Linked DNA regions of Sus scrofa: region 2 is linked to region 1. A link is a contact called in public Hi-C data. All regions are on one chromosome and are shown on one strand. The core of a region is the stretch at or near the end of the contact, and the rest is flanking DNA. Distances in the headings are between cores, read along the strand shown. Region 1 holds the start of CPLX3 (complexin-3). Region 2 holds the start of CSK (c-src tyrosine kinase).

What was found. Hi-C and Micro-C count contacts between places; a contact is called where the count stands out from the background.
Region 2: a Hi-C map of subcutaneous adipose tissue shows a contact between it and region 1, with 2.8 times the contacts expected there. The contact joins the promoter of CSK here to the promoter of CPLX3 in region 1. A contact is called at or near these places in 1 of 5 promoter capture datasets (liver), 6 of 47 Hi-C or Micro-C datasets (alveolar macrophages, fetal heart ventricle, heart right ventricle and 3 more) and 1 of 2 datasets of contacts at active chromatin or transcription factors (alveolar macrophages).

The regions. Positions count from the first base shown.
Region 1 is chr7:58,715,478-58,718,473 of Sscrofa11.1, reverse strand. It overlaps CPLX3 (complexin-3), which reads left to right and starts at 1,446. Exons shown (of 3, transcript XM_003128491.4): 1 at 1,446-1,711; 2 at 2,893-2,980. The coding sequence starts at 1,548. It overlaps LMAN1L (protein ERGIC-53-like), which reads left to right. Exons shown (of 14, transcript XM_021099048.1): 14 at 360-1,315. The coding sequence ends at 485.
Region 2 is chr7:58,752,912-58,756,294 of Sscrofa11.1, reverse strand. CSK (c-src tyrosine kinase) reads left to right here and starts at 1,261. Exons shown (of 13, transcript NM_001190173.1): 1 at 1,261-1,635.

The DNA of each region.
Region 1 (2,996 bases), core at 197-2,696:
GGCTGGGATGGTCCTAGAGGAGGACCAAAATGCACTGAGTTTTAAAAGCAGAGTGGGAGAGGGAATGACCTGCAGTTGTGGAGAACAGCAAAGGTATGTGGTGGAAATGATGACAGGCTTATGTGTTACACAGGGATGTTATGCTGGCCATAAGGCTGGAGCTACCTGCACAGACCTTGAATGCTAGAGGAAAGTGTGGTCCTGATGGAGCAGGTCAAGGCAGCTATAGAAGTCCCAGAGGAGGGGGTGCTGTGGTGCAGTGTGTAGGGAGATGAGTATAGCAGGTGTAGAGTGTCTAGTCTCAAAAACCCAGATCTGAGAAGCTCAAGTAAATTTCTTCTCTTCCTAGCAGCAAGCAGGAGCTGGACAAGAACCTTCAGGACTATCTGTCCACAGGCAGCCTTCCTCTGAGTCCAGCACCACAAATCTCTAGGGCTCTGGGTGCTCTGAGACGGCAGCCCCTCTACCCCAACATACATGCATGACCTGCCTCAAAGACCTGAAGAAAATGTCCACGACTCGAAACTAAGAAATCGATATATGCCTGGAGGATGGAGGGCTTGGCCAGTTTCTCTCCCTCTGGGTACCCACTTCCTATCCACACCTTAGTTTTCAGAGGCTCCAACCTTATTAAAAGTGATTTCCCTCTCCCCATGCTTTAATATACTCATTTACCTTCCAGCTTTCCCTTAATCTCTCTGAAGACTTCCATCTCTTTCAGATAATAGCTAGGAGTGAGGTCCAAACAGGCAAAGAGGCCAAGGGCTGGCTTGACTTCCAGAAGACAGTCCTTGATACTCCACAGGCCCTGAGCCCTGGGCTGTGGTGGGAGACGGAGTCACAGCTGTGTATAATTCTGTCCCCACATTTATCCAGAACAAAGAGTGGTCCAGGTGCCTTTCCTGGTCCTGCCCAGCCAGCATCACCAGGAACAGCTATTTCTCCCTGCTTCTTATAGCTCCAGGGGTCAGCAGGGCAGGCGCACAATTAAGAACTCTGAGAGGCAACCCATGGAGCCGTAATTGGGATTCCCGCTCTGCTTCCCTTTCCCAGCTGCTGGAGCAGCGGGTCGAAGAGGAGGTTGGGGTAGGGCCCGGGGCTATTCGCTATTCGCATCTCTCAGTGAAATCCTGGTTATTAGCGACCCGGGGGAGGAGGAACTAGGGGGAGAGTAGGAAATAGGGTTCTGGGCGCGTAAAAGCGCAGCTCATTCCCCTGGAGAGCGAGCCCCCCACCCCCCACATCGCGGCAGGCCCCAATCCGCTGTGGCCAGCGGAGCTTGGCATTGAAGGAGGGACGTGGGGGAGGCGGGAGTGAAGAGCGTGCACGTGGTCCAGCCTTCTCAGCCCCGTGCATGCCCCCCGCCCCCTGTGAGGAGGGGTTTGGGGAGGTGGAGGCGGGCCCGGGCAGGGGCGGGCGGTGGGCGGTGCAGAACGTGGGGCGCCTGCCTGCGGCGGGAGCTGTCCCCGAGACCTAGTGCTGAAGTAGGCGCGGACGTGCCTGGGTGCCCGGCGCGTGGTACCCAGCGCCCGGGGCCAGCGAAGACCATGGCGTTTATGGTGAAGACCATGGTGGGCGGCCAGCTGAAGAACCTCACTGGGAGCCTAGGGGGCGGCGAGGACAAGGGGGACGGGGACAAGTCGGCCGCCGAAGCGCAGGGCATGAGCCGAGAGGAGTATGAAGAGTATCAGAAGCAACTGGTGGAAGAGAAGTGAGTGGCTCCAACGACCCTCCCCATCCTAACCCCTAATGAACCGCCCTGCCCACGCTTAGGGGAGTCTCAGACCCCGAGCCTCTCCCCTACTTTTCTAGACGCAATAAGAAACTGGGAGGTGCCCTCTAGGCTGCCCCCAGAGCCACCCCATCTCAAACCCAGAAACCCTGCTCCACTTTCGCCTTCGGGTCCAGGGAGTGGGGGAAGGGGCGATAGGGCCCTGGGACGAGGTGGGGGCACGTGCATTTCTGACGAAATAAGTAATCCCTTAATCCGATCTGGTCCCAGCCGTCTGTGTCTTCCAACTGGAGCTCCTCAGAGCCTGAAACTCTGAGAAAAGCGGTGCAGCTGAGGGGGAAACCAGTTGTGGAAACAGATCCTGAGATGGAGGCACTCACAGATATTGAGGGTACTTGTGTGAGGACAATGCTGGACAAAAAGGCAGCTGGGGTGGAATCAAGGGCTGAACTCTAGAGCTAGGCTGCTTGGGTCAGGTCCCAGCTTTGCTTCTTTTTAGAAGGGTGACTTTAGGCAAGTTACTTAATCTTTCTGTGCCTCAGTTTCTTCTTCTGTAAAATGAGGATGGTAATCATAAAAAGTGCCTTATATTTTTTTGAGGGATAAACTTTAATGCACATAAACCACTTAGTGGAGCTCCTGGTACATGGTAAATCATTGAATATTAGCTCTTATTATATCACTTAGTCGTAATAACAGTTTTGTGAGTTGCAAAATCTTACCCCCATTTTACAAAAGAGGAAGGTAAGTGACCTACTCAAAGACGTACCAAAAGTGGTACGGAAGTGGAGCCAGGACTCGGACTCATGTCTGTCCTGAATACTTCCCCTCACAAGACACAATCTGTCAAGGAGGGAAAAAGACCCAGTCAGAGGCCACAAGGGACATATATTAGGGTCTGCAGAGAGAGCCAGACAGAGTGACGCCCCTGCCCCAATAGCTCCGTCTAGTAACGGGTGTGGAGGTGATAAAGTGCTCTGTGATGGGGAGAGGTGGCAAAGATTGCAGCAGATCAGAGCACCAAGTACCCAGCACACAGGCCAGCAGGTGGAAGCATTGTTAACCTTGGCCAGGACGCAGAGACCCTTCCAGCCCCTTCCTCTCAGCCCCCACCCATTCTCTCAGCCCTGTCCATGATTCTGGCCCTCGTGCCCCCGCAGGATGGAGCGGGATGCACAGTTCACTCAGAGGAAGGCAGAACGGGCCACGCTGCGGAGCCACTTTCGAGACAAATACCGGCTGCCCAAGGTAAGCTTAGGGGCTG
Region 2 (3,383 bases), core at 12-2,511, 38 kb before region 1:
ATGCTCCCCCCCCCCCCCACATGCACATCAGCTCCTGTAGCTCAGAGCAGATGACATCCTGTTAACTGTAATATATAATAACAGGCAATACTTGGCTAAGGACTGACCATGTGCCTGCCACTGCATGCTAAGCTCTTTAAATGTATTAACTCATTTCCTCCCCACAAAACCTTAAGAAGTTGGTGCTGTTACTTTCCCTGTTTGGTAAACTAGAGCCCAGAGAGGTTAAGTAACTTTCCCAAGGTCACATAGCTACTGACAACTTCCTCATTGCTGCCAGGCTTTTCGAAAACAAAGTCCAAGAAAAGTCCCATCAGTCTTTTTGGATCTCTTTTGTCTCCGCGGCTGTCGGGGACGCCATCTCCCAGGACTCTCCTGGACCCACACTGCAAACTGCAGCCATACTGAGCTATTTACAGTTCCCAGAGCCACCAAATGGCTCTCACCTCTCCCTACCTTTGTCCATGCTGTTCCTTCTGCCTGGGGTCCCAGCTTTATGAAGATTGCCCATTACCCTTCCCTCTTTTCTGCTTCTTGTGGACCTGTACACACTTCTTCACTTTTATCAATTATTTCTTAGCGCTTGTCTGCTGGCCTGCCAGTTCTGGGAACTCCTTGGCAGTAATGAAGCGGTCTTCATTACAGGGCCTGTCGCAACATCAGCGCCAGGAAACACCTATGAATGAATGAATGCTGCTGCGAGCGAGACCCATTCTCCACAAAAAGATACGAGAAGAAGGAGGTCGCTTCTGCATAGGGAGAGCTGTTCCCCAGGGAAGTTTTGGCGTTTGCTCCAAGGCGGACTGTTCGGCCCTCAGTGAGGGACCTTCTGAAGCCTTCGACGCGGGCGGGCAGGTGGGGGCAGGGCTTGGGCGCGGACACACCCCCCGCAGTGCCCCGGGATCCCGACAGAGGGCGCTGTCCTCCCGCCAGCCCACGCCCCGCCGTGCTCCCGGCTGGCTCCCTCGCGCAGGCGCGCTGCCGCGGGCGGAGGATCCGGGGCCGCGCTTCCTCTCGCCAGGCCTGCGAGCTTCCTCCCAGCGGAGCCCAGGGCGAGCCGAGCTTGGCCGCCGCCGCTGAGACCGCCGCCGCCCTCTCGCTCCCGCCCCACCCCGCACCCTGTCCGGAGGTCCTGCCGGGGTGGGGTCCGAGCTGGGCCATCGCCCGGCAGCGCCGCCGTCGGGGCTATCCCCCGGCCAGCCGTCCCTCCCGCTCCAGGCAGCCTCTGGCCGCAGGAGTCTCCGGGGCGTGGAACGTGGAGAGACCCTGCGGCCCCCGAGCCAGCGTCCGGGGCAGCCCGGGGCAGCCGGCGCGACGTCCCCAGATCGAGCCTTGGTGTCGGCGTTTGGAAGCGGAACTCTGCCGGGGCCTCACCGGCTACATTGTTTCCTCCCCCTGAGTCCCTCCCGCCCCCCTTCCCCCGCCTTTCTTCCCTCCCCGACCCGGGCCGCGCAGCCATCCCCCTGCCTCTGTCTGGCCGTCCTTCCTCCCCCTCCTTTCGCACCCAGACCTCTTTGTACCGCACCCCCCGGGGACCCCTGCGCCCCTCCCTTCTCGGCTGGCCGCATGGACCGTCCCGCAGGCCGCTGATGCTGCCCGCAGCGAGGTGGCCCGGACCGCAGTGCCCCGAAAAAGGTGAGTGTCTGGCAGGCCCTGAAGGAGGTGGGCGTCCGAGTGCTTCCCAAGGGGAAGACGGGTGGAGGTTGTACGTCCCGCTTCTGTTGCTTCTGTTGCAGCTGCCGTGGCGTCCACACCCATCCCCCACTCCCTTACCCCCTCCTTCCCGGGTTCGAAATCTCCCGGGAGTCACTGTCAGCCCGTCTGGGAGGGGGGCTCACGAGGGAGGTACTGCCCTCCCAGCCCCTCAGACTTGTCTCAGGCCACCCGGAGTCTGTCCTTTCCCCGTATTGGGGCTGGCTGGAGCGGAGGGGAAGGGGTCAGCGTGGACCAGAGCCCAGGAGAATGGGCTGTTTGCCATTCCCTGCCCAGGGCCTCCCTGCAGGCCTGCAGGTTTTTTGGCCTGCCTGGTTCTGACCCCTCCTTCATTCCCTCTGCGGAGGCCCAGGGTCCAGCCGCCTCCCTTGAGCCTGCCAGAGGTTGAGCTTATCATCTTCGGACTTTTAGAAGACCAGGCCTAAGCCCAGGGACATCTGACCCTTGGGTGGGAAACTAGGCAGGGCCTCTGGCCTCGGTGGAGGTGACACTGGGCATTAGGAGGTGGGTCCCCACCTCCTAGCGTCCTGGTCAGCCCTTTCTGTTCTCCCAGGCTCGTTGGAGGCCAGGCCAGTTGTCAGGAAGGGGTGTGTCCAGCTACCAGATCCTTGGAGCTTAACTAAGGGTTCACCTCCCCTCCCATTTTGTAGGCTGGGGGGCTGAGGCTCAAAGGGGGAAGTTGCTATCCCAGGCCTTTGGCAGAGTTAGGCTGTCTGTCCCTCCGTCATCCATCCCCTCCCACCACCACCCCACAACACCTGGACTGCTATGGGTACAGGGAAACCAGGCATAAGCCTTTACCCACTGGGGCCATAAGCCCCCAGCCTGGCCCATGGGACCTTGTGGGGTGAGCACGTGCTCCCCTGCAGAGGGCTAGAGAGGAGGGAGAGGGCTTCCGGTGACGGTTCTGCCTGGGTCTGGGCTCAGACCGAATCAGCACTGCCCATGGGATTTCCCTCTGGTGCTTGAGGCTGGGTCTTACTGACGGGAAGTGGCATGCGGGGGCACCCGTGGGGTGTAGCCCTGGTGCTGAGCTGAAACAGCCTGATCGTCATTCCTGACCCTTTGGCCCAGCTGGTATAGGAGCATGAATGGATCTGGATGCAGAATGTGAGAGCCCTGTGTCCACAGGGAGCAAGCCTCGTATAGCCTTGGCATAGGAGCATTGTCAGAGCGAGCACACCCAGGGGGTCTCTTCCAAGCTCCCCACACCCTGATGGTCCCAATGTCTTTCTCGGTGGGGCCCCGCAGGAACAGGGTGAAGGCAGCAGGAAGAAGATTGGGACTGTGGCAGCATCCTCTGGCTCCTGGAAGTGTGGGAGGTTCCCTGGAGGATACTGAGCCATATCTGGGGCCCCTCGGGGCATCTGGCAGTTTTGTCTTGCTTAGGCCTCTGCCCTTGATTTAGAGTTGTTTCCGGTTGCCCTGACATGCATGGTGGAGGGGATACAGATGTGGTGGGCCGGTGAGGCTCCCCTCACCCAACCCTAACTTCCTTTCCAGCCTGAGGGTCTGGGGCTGAAGCCTGACATCATTGGGTGCCTTTATACCAACTGTTGAGTGCAGCCTGGGGTCCCGAGGCCCTTGTAGAAACTAGGGGTCTGTCTTCTGGCAAACATATGTGCAGGGATTCCCTTTTTATCTGGCCACCTTGGTGCCTTCCTCCTTGC